Linked DNA regions of Zea mays: regions 1 and 2 are each linked to region 3. The links are chromatin contacts, called in public Hi-C maps. All regions are on one chromosome and are shown on one strand. The core of a region is the stretch at or near the end of the contact, and the rest is flanking DNA. Distances in the headings are between cores, read along the strand shown. Region 1 holds the start of LOC100283598. Region 2 holds the start of LOC100384836. Region 3 holds the start of LOC103630423 (embryogenesis-associated protein EMB8).

Region 1 (4,237 bases), core at 1,125-3,624, 220 kb before region 3:
AGAGAAGAGTCGAGGAAGAAACAAACATGAAAAAGTACCGGTAATTGCGCTGCACATTGTAAAAGTGAGCCAGTAAAGATCAGGTTAAAAGAAGGCAATCAAGGAGAAACTGAAGAAAAAATTCCTACAGATTGTAAGAAATCATTCTTTCAACATGAAAGTTCTGAGGACCTCGCACTTAGAACTAAATATTTCAAGTAGCTGATCTTGTGTAATGGAGGGGATTTTAGTTGGATTACAGAATTCAACAGTTCTTTTGCCAGTGCATAACTTATAAAAACTATCATGGAAAACTAATACAACTGTAGTTCCTAGGATTTACTGCCAGTTATGCATATTTGAGAAACTGGTCAGGCTGGAATAAGGTCAGACTCCACCTAATAGAAACATAATCATGCACCTATGTTGAGAGTGCAAAAATAAGTACATAAACATGTTGCATGTCCACCTAGCAAACAACATTAAGTAAAGAAGCATGTCCCATGCCCACCAAAGGTTCACATTTATGTCAAGGAAATACAACAGTTATATGTCTGGTATACTAAGTAGGTGAACGTGTTAACTATGTCAAATGGTGGCAAGTGCATTACAATTACAATGCTACTACAATATGACTGTTTTTTCTTAACCTGTCTTATTTCTATGCTAAAGCTGAACTCAGAAGGAGACATTAGAGAGCACCACATCACACAGTTTCATCACTACTATTGGTATGCATATAACCTTAGTTAAGAAGGCCTGAAATTCTAGGTATGTGACACAATCCAACACCAAACAAAGCCCATATAAGAAAACTCATATAAGGCTATTCCAACCTCCCTCTGGCACTTATATACTATGCTTGCACAGCATTGAACCATTTGATTTGCATTCACTTACTTTTTTTGAGCCGTCAAGAGTACTTTTTAAAAAATAATGGAACAAGGTTCCAGCCTGTGTTCTAGAGTACTCGAAATATTTTAACTAAAAGCAGGCTGACTAGCATCACACCATATAAGAAAAGTGCAAAACGAAGCGAATGCATTTATAAGCAATAACCAGAGGAACAACAAATATTGTGTAACACTTCTCTTGTGTGTAGATATTCCAGGAATCTAGACATATTCATATGAAAAGTACATGCTTTTTTGACAGACATGTGAAATCAACATGTTCAGGGTCTATTTATGTTTGCTAGTTGATACAGCAACAAATCATAAAAAATACGCTAGATTACAGTAGAGAAATAGGACTATCTACCTGCCCAATGCATTGTCCAACCCAGGGGCAATGATGGTCAAAGCGCTCTACACAATTGTTGCATATCGAACAGTGTGAGCATCGAGGAGGCCGATAAATCATGCAGGTGTCACAATACTTCACTTTCACAGGCATCCCATTAACCAGTACTTCCTTTACACGGGGGAATTGTAGCCTCCCAGGCGTGCCCCCAGACAAAGCGTTGCCATAAGAAAACTCATCCTCCGGCGGGTGGGCTGCGCGGGGAACGATCCCAGGATCCTGCGCTGATGTAATCAAGAGCAGGACTAGCACCTACACAGAAGGAAAACAATGATCCGTGCTCAGCCAAGAGCATATCGCGAATGCTAACTGATCGATACCAGCAGGAATCAGCACACAGAACTCACATAAATCATAAACACTACAGCTACCGCAGGAATCGCATATCCAGCATTGTAAGCCGGGAAGTGGTGGCGAAGATGCCGAGCAACGAATCCGCAGAAGACCAATACCGGGGCCACAATGAGCGAAACAGACAGGATCAGTGACTTGGCGTCAGGTCCGAATATGAGCCTCCCACCAAAGAAGAATTTCTGCAGACAGCGAACGAACTACGTCAGAATGCAGTAGGGCCGCACATTGACAGTTCCACACACACACACACACACACACACACACAGGTTCACAGGACAGCAAACAAGATAACATGAGCCACGCATCCCACGCAATCTACTGTTCATGTTCGTGCCTGGAATCGCCGAGAACGATAAAGTATTAAACAGCACGCTGGCATAATAAGTACAGACCAGACGCGAACCAACTCTACCAAAACGACCCCGTACAGCAAGAAGCGGAAGCGGAATTCCCCACGAAAGAACCGAACAGTGCAACCCAGATTCCCGGTTCAAGAACTAATAAGATGAAGCGAGGGGGGCAGGGGAAAGAGAGGGCAGGATCTTTACATTGTTCCCTTTCCAAGCCTCATACACGCGCTGCGGGCGCGCCATGGGTGGGCGGGTGGTCCGGCTACGGCTCCGGTCAGCGCGGCCTCATCCGAGGCAGCGTCACCCAGCCCAGACCCGGCGGCGAGCAGGAAGGAGTCGACACGCGCACGAGGAAAGGGCGATTTTGAAAAAGGAAAAGCGGAGGAATCGTTGAGCCAGGGCAGAGGAAGCGGCGAGGCCGAGCACAGCAGGGAAAGGGAAGCAAACGCTGCTCGCGTCGCCTTTGTACGTGGTGGGACGGGGAGGTGAGGTGTAAAATGAAAAGCTTTTCTTTTTTAACGGAAAAAATGAGTAAGATATTACGAGATACAAGCTGGCAGCGGCGGCCGGACAAGAGGGGGACTCAGTTTCAGTGTTATTGCACATGACACCTTGTCTTTTAGGGAAATAAACAAATGCGCATGTATGTAAACAGTTACCCTTCTTTTAGCAAGGAAACGCTCATATCGTCAATCTTAGAAGATTATATTTTGACAATAATTAGCAAATATCTTCATACGTTACAACGGTAATTTGTTATGTCATACTCGTACTATTAATGAGCTAGCTATTTTCATAAAATTAAAATTTAAATAAGCTTAGCCCAAACATAACGGGTGCCTGAAGGATGCGGTGGCTAAAAGCCCGAGGTATCGGGGCGGGGGCTTAGGCTTAGGTCCTCATCAGGATTGAAGGGGCCTCTGCGACACCAGTTGTTCTATGTCTAGCCCCCTCTGTATTCTCTTTCTTTTTTCTGGATTGGGCGTGCTACGCGCTCTTCTACCAAGCCCTAGGCGCCGACAGAGCGAGGTTCGTTCCGTGCCTTTCTCGGATCCGGGCGGCTGCCCCAGCATGGCGTCGTTCCTCGATGGCATGAATGTGGTGCATCGGTCAACCCTAAGTTCCTAATGTTGTGATGTAGAAGATTCGACCTGCTGGCTGCTGCCAAACTGCGAGTTTGAGGAAGCCCCAAATTCCTTGGTGGGTCCTTTGTTCGCTTGGAGTTTTCGCCTCGAGGAGTTTGTCCAAAAGCGTTGTGGCGGCACGACGTTCTAGCTTGCTCGGGGAAATCGCGGTGAGCCAACCCCACTGTAGGTCAAGCGGCGGCAGCGGGCGCTAAACGCTATGGCGTGTGTTGGCCAAAAACTACGTCGCAGTCACACCGTTCGACGTCGTGGCAGCCCCACCTCCTGGTTATGGAACCTCGACCGCCCTTAGTGAAGCCTTGTCCCGAGGACAGTTCCTGGGATAACAGGTCGAATCGAAGCAGGGCGGAAGTTACGGTGTATATCGCAGCACTAGTGGGGCCTCCTCTAGGTTCTCCATAAGAAGAGGGGTCCCCTACCGAGGTGACCATGAGGCACTCCTAGGTCCAGTCGCGACCAATCCCACTTGACATGGGAACCAGTTCGCTTTCTGACTCTGGCGAGAGGAGGTCGCGAAATAGACCCTAGATGGGGCCTAGCATACCCGCGACCTCGGCGAAAGCGGGTTGTGGCACGCGCCGTTGCTGGTCGCCACCTCCTGAAGGACCGAGCCACAGGTAGCCAAACCCTTCGATGACGTCGAGTGATTTGCTCATCCAGGGAACCAGGGCTTTCGAGGCCCGACCCATTGTTTCCTTACTACCGACAATGAAATCAAGATTCCCAAAACTGATGGTTGTTCCGGGAGTCCTGACCATGTCAACGTCGTTGCCAGCCATTAGGAGCTTTGAAGAACATCGTCGTGGAACGTGCAAGTCCCCAACCTGGCAAGCCAACTGTCGGTGTTTCAAACCTCGCTTCGACAAGTAGATTTATTGTTCGTGTTCCGGGCTCCGGACGGTGTGCGCGGTGGGCGCAAGGTTTAGACTGGTTTGGGCAGAATGTCCCTACATCCAATCATCAACGGTTTGCGCTACCGATACCATTGATGATCGAAGCTCGTAATAGGGGTTACAAGCAGTGCGAGAGAGTGAGGAGAGGCTCCGAAGTCGCTTGTTCGTGGTTGAGGTGGTTAAAAGGTTGAGTCCTAGCTAAGTCTTAGCTTGG
Region 2 (3,774 bases), core at 709-3,208, 160 kb before region 3:
AATACGATAAATAAAAAAGAACAGATAGTGTAAGACAATAGGATATCAAAAGCAGATACATTTTTCACGATTTGCTCCCAAGGTCACTGATAGAAGACTTCATATTTGAGCCACGTTAGTTTGGAATCGACACGTTCTGTTTAGCTGCATTTCTGTAGACATCAATAACACGGTGACGGCAAAATATTTTGGCTAGGAACACTAAAAGGCAAATGAAAGAGGATGTAGTCGCCTCCAAATAAATACAAGCATAATCATCATATAAACAGTGTAGCTGCACAATTCTGATGGATACTAGGCAAAAGCTACATATTACACAGGTACAATGAAAAAAGTGACTTGAAGTTCGAGTTTAGGACGATTCAAACGACAGCAAGTAGGTATACAGACACAGGACATGCTTCACAGTGCCGAAGCTACTGACAGATACACAGGAGGAAGAACAGACAGCAAACTAAAGGCAAGGTATAACGCACAGAGCATTAAGCAATAAGCGCATCGTCATATCCTTACTTAATTAGTTTGTAACCTGAACAGCGTCGCCTCCAGCGGAATCCGTCATCATGGAAAGAACGCTACCCCCGTTTTCAGGAAAGAGGGAATCTTTCACCACCTCCGCAGCCATTCTAATCCCTTGTCTCACTACTTCGTTGCGGATAGCCGTCGATAGCGTGGACCCGCTCCCTGCCGCCGGAGCAGCAGCAGAGGGGAGAGCGGCAGGAATGTCCACGCCTCCGATCTGAGGTGCCGGGACAGGAAGGCAGTACTGTGGCGGGACCTGCAGCGGCAGCGGCTGGCCCATGGCGACCGTCCCGAGCGCCGGCTGCAGCACGCTCGGTGCCGAGGCTGCGGCTGCCGCTGCGACCGCCGCCGGTGCTGCGGCTGCTGCCGCTGGGGCTGGGCGCGGAGGGAGCTGGTGGTTTGGCGCAGCGGACTGTGCGTAGCCTTGTGGTGGGTGGTGAGAGTCGGTAGGAGGAGGGACCTGCTGCACCTGATGAGGCTGCTGCTCGTGCTCGTATCCCTGGGGTTTTACGGGGTAATCGTTCTGATGCGCCTTGCCCGACGGAAACAGCGGCTGGCCCATTACTACCTCGGGGGACGGCGACTGCCCTCCTGGCATGTTCGGTGTGCCCACAGCCGATGCCGTCGCCGTCGCCGTCGCCGCCGCAGCTGGCTGGGTCCGCTGCATGATGAAGGAGGTGATGCTTAGCGCTGTGGCGGCGAGGGCGAGCACGGCCGCGCCGGCGAAGACGCCGTCCTTGAGGTAGGGGCAGTAGGGCGCTTGTTCCACCCGCACCACGTTGGCGTTCCACGCCGCACCTTGTATGAACAGCGCGAACGCGATCACCGCCGCTATCCTGCTCGCGCGCGCGCAGCACGTACGTGTGCCGGTTCCATCATTTTGTTCGCATAGATAATAATAATACTATATATGTTCGCAAAACCTATAGTATATATGTACTACTGACCATGAGAAAACGGCGCAGACGATGCTGACGATCCTTTTGGTCTCCGAAGGGATGGCGCGGGACCTGCAGCAGCCGCAGCAGCCGCCCACCGCCGAGAAGGTGATCTGAGCCACCACCAGGAAGATGGCGGCGCAGATCCCGAGCCCGATCGCCGGGTTCTGCGGGTAGAGGCAGTCGTCGCCGTACACCAGTATGGTATATGGCTGCATATATATGCGTGGAGCGTGAGCGCGCGGAGTTCATCGATCCATCGGTTAAGCAGGCGAGCGCGAGCGTGGTGAGTATCAATGACATTAGCTAACTGATCGAGAGAGAAAAAGGAAAGACAAGAGACAGCTGTTAGATCCGCCGTGCTTACAGTGAGCTTTGTCCCCTCTGCCGAGAACCCCAGGATGGCACTCAGCAACCCTAGAGACCCGATCACCGAGCAAACGATGATGGACGTCTTGTCCATTTGGATCGCCATTCCAAGCTTCTCTATCTGCTGGAGGCGTGCGCGCGGCTCTAAACCGTAGTCGACCCGGCCATGTTTATATAGGCGGCAGACTCGCTTGCCGGTTTACAGCTCGATATATAGTACGTTATAGGGGCGCTGTGCGTATGGAGGGAGTAGTAATGATTCACTGAATCTTCGAGTGCCGGGATGCAAAACTGTGCGGGTTTGACTGGGTCCAATTCGTTGGTATAGAGAGCGAGCGAGAGACAAGCTCACAGCTGCACGTTGGTATAGAGTATAGAGTGACTGCGACGCTCTTTGAATATAGAGGCCAATGCAACTGCAGCATGTTTCTTTGTCAGCTTTCGTTTTTTCGTGGCAGGGACGCGCAGTAGTACATACCGTACTGCCAGAAGTGAAGACCAGAAGATGGTATATATCTTCGGTAAACCTAAGTGGAAGTTTAACCCGTTTCTTTTCTTTTTTGTACTTTGATTGTCTGGTGGAGTGATTTTATTGGTGAAGCAACACTACCGGAATCCGAGGCTTTGCCGAGTGCTGCCTGGAAGACACTCGACAAAGACAGCTTCTTTGCCGAGTGTACCAGGGACACTCGGCAAAGCCGCCGTCTCCGTTACCCGGCGCCGTAACGGCCGCTTTTCTTTGTCGAGTGCTCTCTGGCACTCGGAAAAGAGGTTTGCCGAGTGCCCGAGATAAAGCACTCGGCAAAGAAGCTTTTGCCGATGCAGTCTTTACCGAGACTTCTTTGCCGAGTGTCACACTCGGCAAAGCCTTTGCCGAGTGTTTTTAAGGCGTCGCCGAGTGCTTCAGGCACTCGGCAAAGCGATTGATTTCGGTAGTGCAATGCAAGGTATAAGTGAAAACCGATCATGATAAAAAAAATGTAACAACTGATGATCCTAATAAAAAAATTGTAATCCTCACATATACCTCCATTGGTTACAAAACGGTTAGCGGGAGTTGGGTTGACACTGGGCGGCGTCGTCGTCGACGACAGGCTGTAGTGGCGGAAAAAAAAAAAATCAAACTACTGAGCTCAGCTCAGCTGGCACAGCGCCGTTCGTATAGGCGACGACTTCCGCTACGAGGAGAGGACGATGCAAATAAGCAACGCATGCATGTGGGGCGCACGAAACGAAGCATAAACCATCCATGCCGCCTAAACTACTGCAAGGTGCACCAGACCAGACAGAATGCAGAGCCGCAACCGCAAGACGTTTCTTTAAACTTGATTGGACAGCGCAGAATTGATGGAGTCTATTGGAATTGGAAGTACAGTAACTTTAGGGCATATACAACCCCATCAATTAAGGAAGAAAAATAAAGAAACACTTTTGCGGCCCTCACATCTATCACCTGGTGATCCATATAATTAAAGAAAAATAAATAATTAAAGGATTAAGTTACAAATTTTAATCTGTTTTTTGGGGCCTTTAAGTCATGGATGTGAGGGGCTACAAAAGAGGGTCTTTCATCTTAGATGTACATATTTTTTTTCTTTAATTAAGGGTATTTTAAGGAGTCTTTAGAGGGATAAGTGGAAAAGAAAACAAGAGACAAGCTCTTTGTGAATTTTTATAAATACTTTTTTTAACTGCATTAATATTGTAGGAGCTCAAGGTTATATGATGTGGTTTCTTACTCGTCTCTTCTACTTAGAAAATCAAACAAAAAACTTAGGCTGTACATGCCCTTAGGGTAGTACATAATGCATGGAAACTCCTCCAGCACATTTGCTCTGTACTCCTACTCTGGGTGGTTGACTTGACTTTGCATGCCCCCTTTGTGCCGCGTCGTCGTCGTCGTCAGAATAGCGCGTGTAGACTAGTGCGCTAGGCTATCCTCGGT
Region 3 (3,821 bases), core at 460-2,959:
AGAAGTTCTGTGTTGAGTTTATAACTAAACTTTTTCCCAGATTTGGCAGACATTTGAGTGGTAACAAGTTACAACTTCATCCCGTAGTGGCATAGTGAATTACAGCTGCTCGGTATTTGTGAATTGTGATATTATTGACTGTTGATGATGGAGGTCCTAGAGAATAAATTAGGAAATTCAACATTTTCCTTGTGGACCGGGACCTTTATCTCTTTATCCATTGGCAGAGTTTTGTTAGTTTACATATTTATTTTTAACTGATATGTTGAACATGATATGGTTAAGTATCATTCAGTACCCGTTGTGGAAACTCTACAACACATTATATATCATCAGTCATCGCACGCTAGCACTCATTATTCAAGAGACATTCTCTTATCTCTATTTGAGTTCATTAATTCATTCTTGTATCTAGGCTTATTCTCAACCTTGCTATTGCTTGTTGGTTTGTTTTGCAGAGCAACCAGGTGTTCTCCAGGTTGTGCCGAGCCAGACTTACCAGCTACATGGTCCTGGGTCTGGCACTCACCAGGGCACGACACACACCTTGGGCCTTATGTGAAGGCGTATGAGAATCAAGAAGACTGTGTTTAGTATGGCTGTATGGCACAGGTCTGACGAATGTGTATAGTACAGTACTATGTAAGAATAAGGGACGTATCGTCTATATACTGCTTTGCGCATGCTCAGCCCTGTTCTAAAGCTTGTAATGCACCAATGCGTATGTTTTCAATACAATGACAAGTATGCTATCTTGTTTGGTGCTTGATCGGTCCGTGTTTGATCCTTGAATCTGGAGTGGAGCACTCTGCCTCTCTGCGTCCGCTTTGTGTTGCTTATTTGCTATGTTGTTGAGTTTAGGGTTGAAAACGGACCGGTAAAATACCGACCTGTATCGTTTTCTATATTTGACCCGATTGTATATTTGATCCGATTGTTTCTATATTTACGGAAAAATATGGAAACGGGATGGAAGGTTTATTTCGTCCAATTTTTGTGAGATCTCGCTTTTATCTGGATTGAACATGTATTTATTCCGTAATTGATAAATATAAGAAGAGTCTAATATGAATTAGTATATAAACTAAAGCCTCGTATCTTTAGATGACAAATTATAGTACAAGTGGTCATTGTAACCATCGATTTTTTTCAATGACAAGTGGTCTAAAGTATTAAACAATATCGGATATAGCTATATGTACACCATTAGCAACCAAACAACAATAGAATGTTGTTTCTCTATATCTATTTGTTTTATATTATTATCCTACCAATTAATCATTAGTCAATCAAACCATGAATACCATTTGTATTTGTATTAAATTATGAGTTTTCGTTAGTATTTTTATTTCCGTTAGTATTTTATTTCCGTTCGTTTTTTGTAATTCGGTTCATCCCATCCTCTTTTCGTTTCTGACTATTCCAAATTCAATCTAATTTTCAATGATAAAAATGCGGATATGAAAACGAGATTGAAGTTTTTTCGTCTGTTTTAGTTCCTAATTGAGTTGGTTTTCTAGACTGGCACCCGCCAGTCGGATCCACACGGCAGTGATTCTGACTACAAACCTTTCTAGAAAGGAGCACAGGGTCCGCGCACCATTGTCCAACCTTCCATGGAGAACCACAGGGTTCGCGCCAGTGTCCATCGACTCCTGCCACTCAGGCACTCACGAGAGGTAAAAAAAACGTTAACAAGATGTCTCGTCACACGTGTCTCGCACGCATTCCTGCAGTCTCGCTCTCGCAGCCTGCTCGTCCATTCAACGACCAAACCGCTCACGTCACGTGCCTGCCCATCGCTTCCCAATCCTAACCGCCCGCAGCGCAGCGGCGAGATCGACATCGACCTCAATCGCTGACGAGTGACGACCTTTCCGTGTCGATCGGTCTCCATTACTACTAGCTCGCGGGCGCGGCATCCCTCAACCGAAACTGATGAAGGCTGCGGTCTCCAGCGCCGGCGAGTCGGCGGGCGAGCTGCTTCTCCGCGCGGCGGCGCTGGTGCCGTGGACGCGCTACTTCCTCGCGGCGCTAGCCCTGGCCGCCGTACTCCTGTACAGGTTCCTGGAGCTCCACTTGCTCGGCGACCTCCTCCGCGGCCTCCGCGGCGGCCGCGTCTCGCTTACCTTCCACCCCGAGTCTCAAGTGTACCACCGGGTCGCCTCCAAGTGCCGCTCGCTGCACGGCAGGTCGGCGGGTGTGGGATGCTATCATGACTCATGAGACATCTGCTCTGCCTCCCTCTTCCGAAGAAAAATTGCTTTGTGATTTTCCCCCCAATGTTGCATTGCGTAGGTACCTGACGACGCCGTGGTTAGCGAGTCCTCATTTGCAGACGCTGTTCCTGAGCATATCTGGCAGACCACCTTCATTCACCTATCGGAGGTTGGAGTGAAATAGTAAATCGTTGTCATCATTGATATTATTAAGCATTTGCGTGTTGCGTTCTTCATGGTGTTGTTGCTCGCTTGCTTTTTAGTTCCTCTGTAGTAAAGTGATTAAGTGACTACATAGTGGTTGTTACTTATACATTGTTATGTTTCTGTTGATGCTTTACTAAAACTTAGCTGATGCATTCAATTTGGCTATGCAATTCTATGTGTTTATGGCTGGTGCACAAAGTCCAAAAGAAAATAGTACTCCATCTGGTCCAAATTATAGTTCACATTAAGTTAAACTTCTTTAATCTCTACCGATTTTTTAGAAAAAATTATTAACGCTTCAAGTTCAAATAAATGTCATATCAAGACATATTACATTATGAATTTAACGAAAGTAATTTCATGGTTTATGCTAAGTTAGTTTGACTTAAGATAAAGTTAAAGGAGTACAATTTGGAATGGAAGGGGTATTTCATTATTGTGAACATATGATGTATATAGGGAGGCAAAAGTAGTTTTTCATATGTCCAGGAAATGTTTGGCTCCCATTGTTTCATTTCAGTATTCTGCAATTTGTGGCCACACATATCAGCTTGATATACCTTAGAGATCCTCATATTTTTAAATTAGGGCCTTGTAATACAAGATAAAAACTGCAATGTTATAGAGTTTTATGACTGTGGTTATCTTTCTCAGTGATTGGACTATTCATATTGCAGGCAGTTGTACACTGTTCGTGATGGCGGTACCATTGCCTTAGATTGGTTACTAGCTTCTGATCTTGAAGGTTCTGCAAAGTTTAGATAGTTTAAGATTGATTAGCAAGCAAATGGACGATTAACCTTTTCCTTTTGGTGCTAAATTGCAGATGGAGATATTGGCACTTCTGACGGAACCATTTCTAAGGATGATTCAACACCCCTTCTTGTTGTGATACCTGGATTAACTAGTGATTCTAGTGCTGCTGTAAGTCGATCAGTTTAAACAAGAACTGGAAGTTGATTGTATAATCCCTGACTCTCTGTTTCATTTTAGCTACCTTTATAATTTAATCTAAACAAGATGTGGGGGGCTTTGTTGCAGTATGTGAAGCACTTGGTCTTTTCTATGGCAATCAAAGGATGGAATGTTGTTGTAAGCAACCACAGGGGTCTTGGTGGCATCTCCATAACAGTAAGTTCTTCCATAGGTCAAAACTTATGATAAGACACAATTTTCTATTAAAAAACCAAGATTTTTTAAGCTAGTTAACCTTGAATACACATTATAACACCAGAAGAATTGTCACCAACATTAGTTGCTGATAAAAGATTTAGATGTCTATTGTTACTTTTTTCTGTTTGCAGTCTGATTGCTTTTACAATGCCGGGTGGACGGCAGATATGCGTGAAGTTGTTAGTTTCCTTCATCAAGAGTATCCTAAGGCTCCACTATTCA

What was found. Hi-C and Micro-C count contacts between places; a contact is called where the count stands out from the background.
Region 1: a contact with region 3 is called in a Hi-C map of leaf, with 2.3 times the contacts expected there. The contact joins the promoter of LOC100283598 here to the promoter of LOC103630423 in region 3. A contact is called at or near these places in 6 of 25 Hi-C or Micro-C datasets (bundle sheath, leaf and tassel).
Region 2: a contact with region 3 is called in a Hi-C map of ear, with 2.3 times the contacts expected there. The contact joins the promoter of LOC100384836 here to the promoter of LOC103630423 in region 3. A contact is called at or near these places in 4 of 25 Hi-C or Micro-C datasets (bundle sheath, ear and leaf).

What each region holds. Positions count from the first base shown.
Region 1 is chr6:161,432,373-161,436,609 of Zm-B73-REFERENCE-NAM-5.0, forward strand. It overlaps LOC100283598, which reads right to left and starts at 2,375. Exons shown (of 5, transcript NM_001371952.1): 1 at 2,184-2,375; 2 at 1,629-1,814; 3 at 1,240-1,533; 4 at 1-49. The coding sequence starts at 2,228.
Region 2 is chr6:161,501,096-161,504,869 of Zm-B73-REFERENCE-NAM-5.0, forward strand. LOC100384836 reads right to left here and starts at 1,959. Exons shown (of 3, transcript NM_001177273.1): 1 at 1,828-1,959; 2 at 1,470-1,672; 3 at 227-1,358. The coding sequence starts at 1,935. The coding sequence ends at 518.
Region 3 is chr6:161,657,554-161,661,374 of Zm-B73-REFERENCE-NAM-5.0, forward strand. It overlaps LOC103630423 (embryogenesis-associated protein EMB8), which reads left to right and starts at 1,710. Exons shown (of 14, transcript XM_008651478.4): 1 at 1,710-2,192; 2 at 2,299-2,388; 3 at 3,104-3,171; 4 at 3,253-3,350; 5 at 3,468-3,557; 6 at 3,731-3,821. The coding sequence starts at 1,939. It overlaps LOC100281745, which reads left to right. Exons shown (of 3, transcript NM_001367270.1): 3 at 459-790. The coding sequence ends at 562.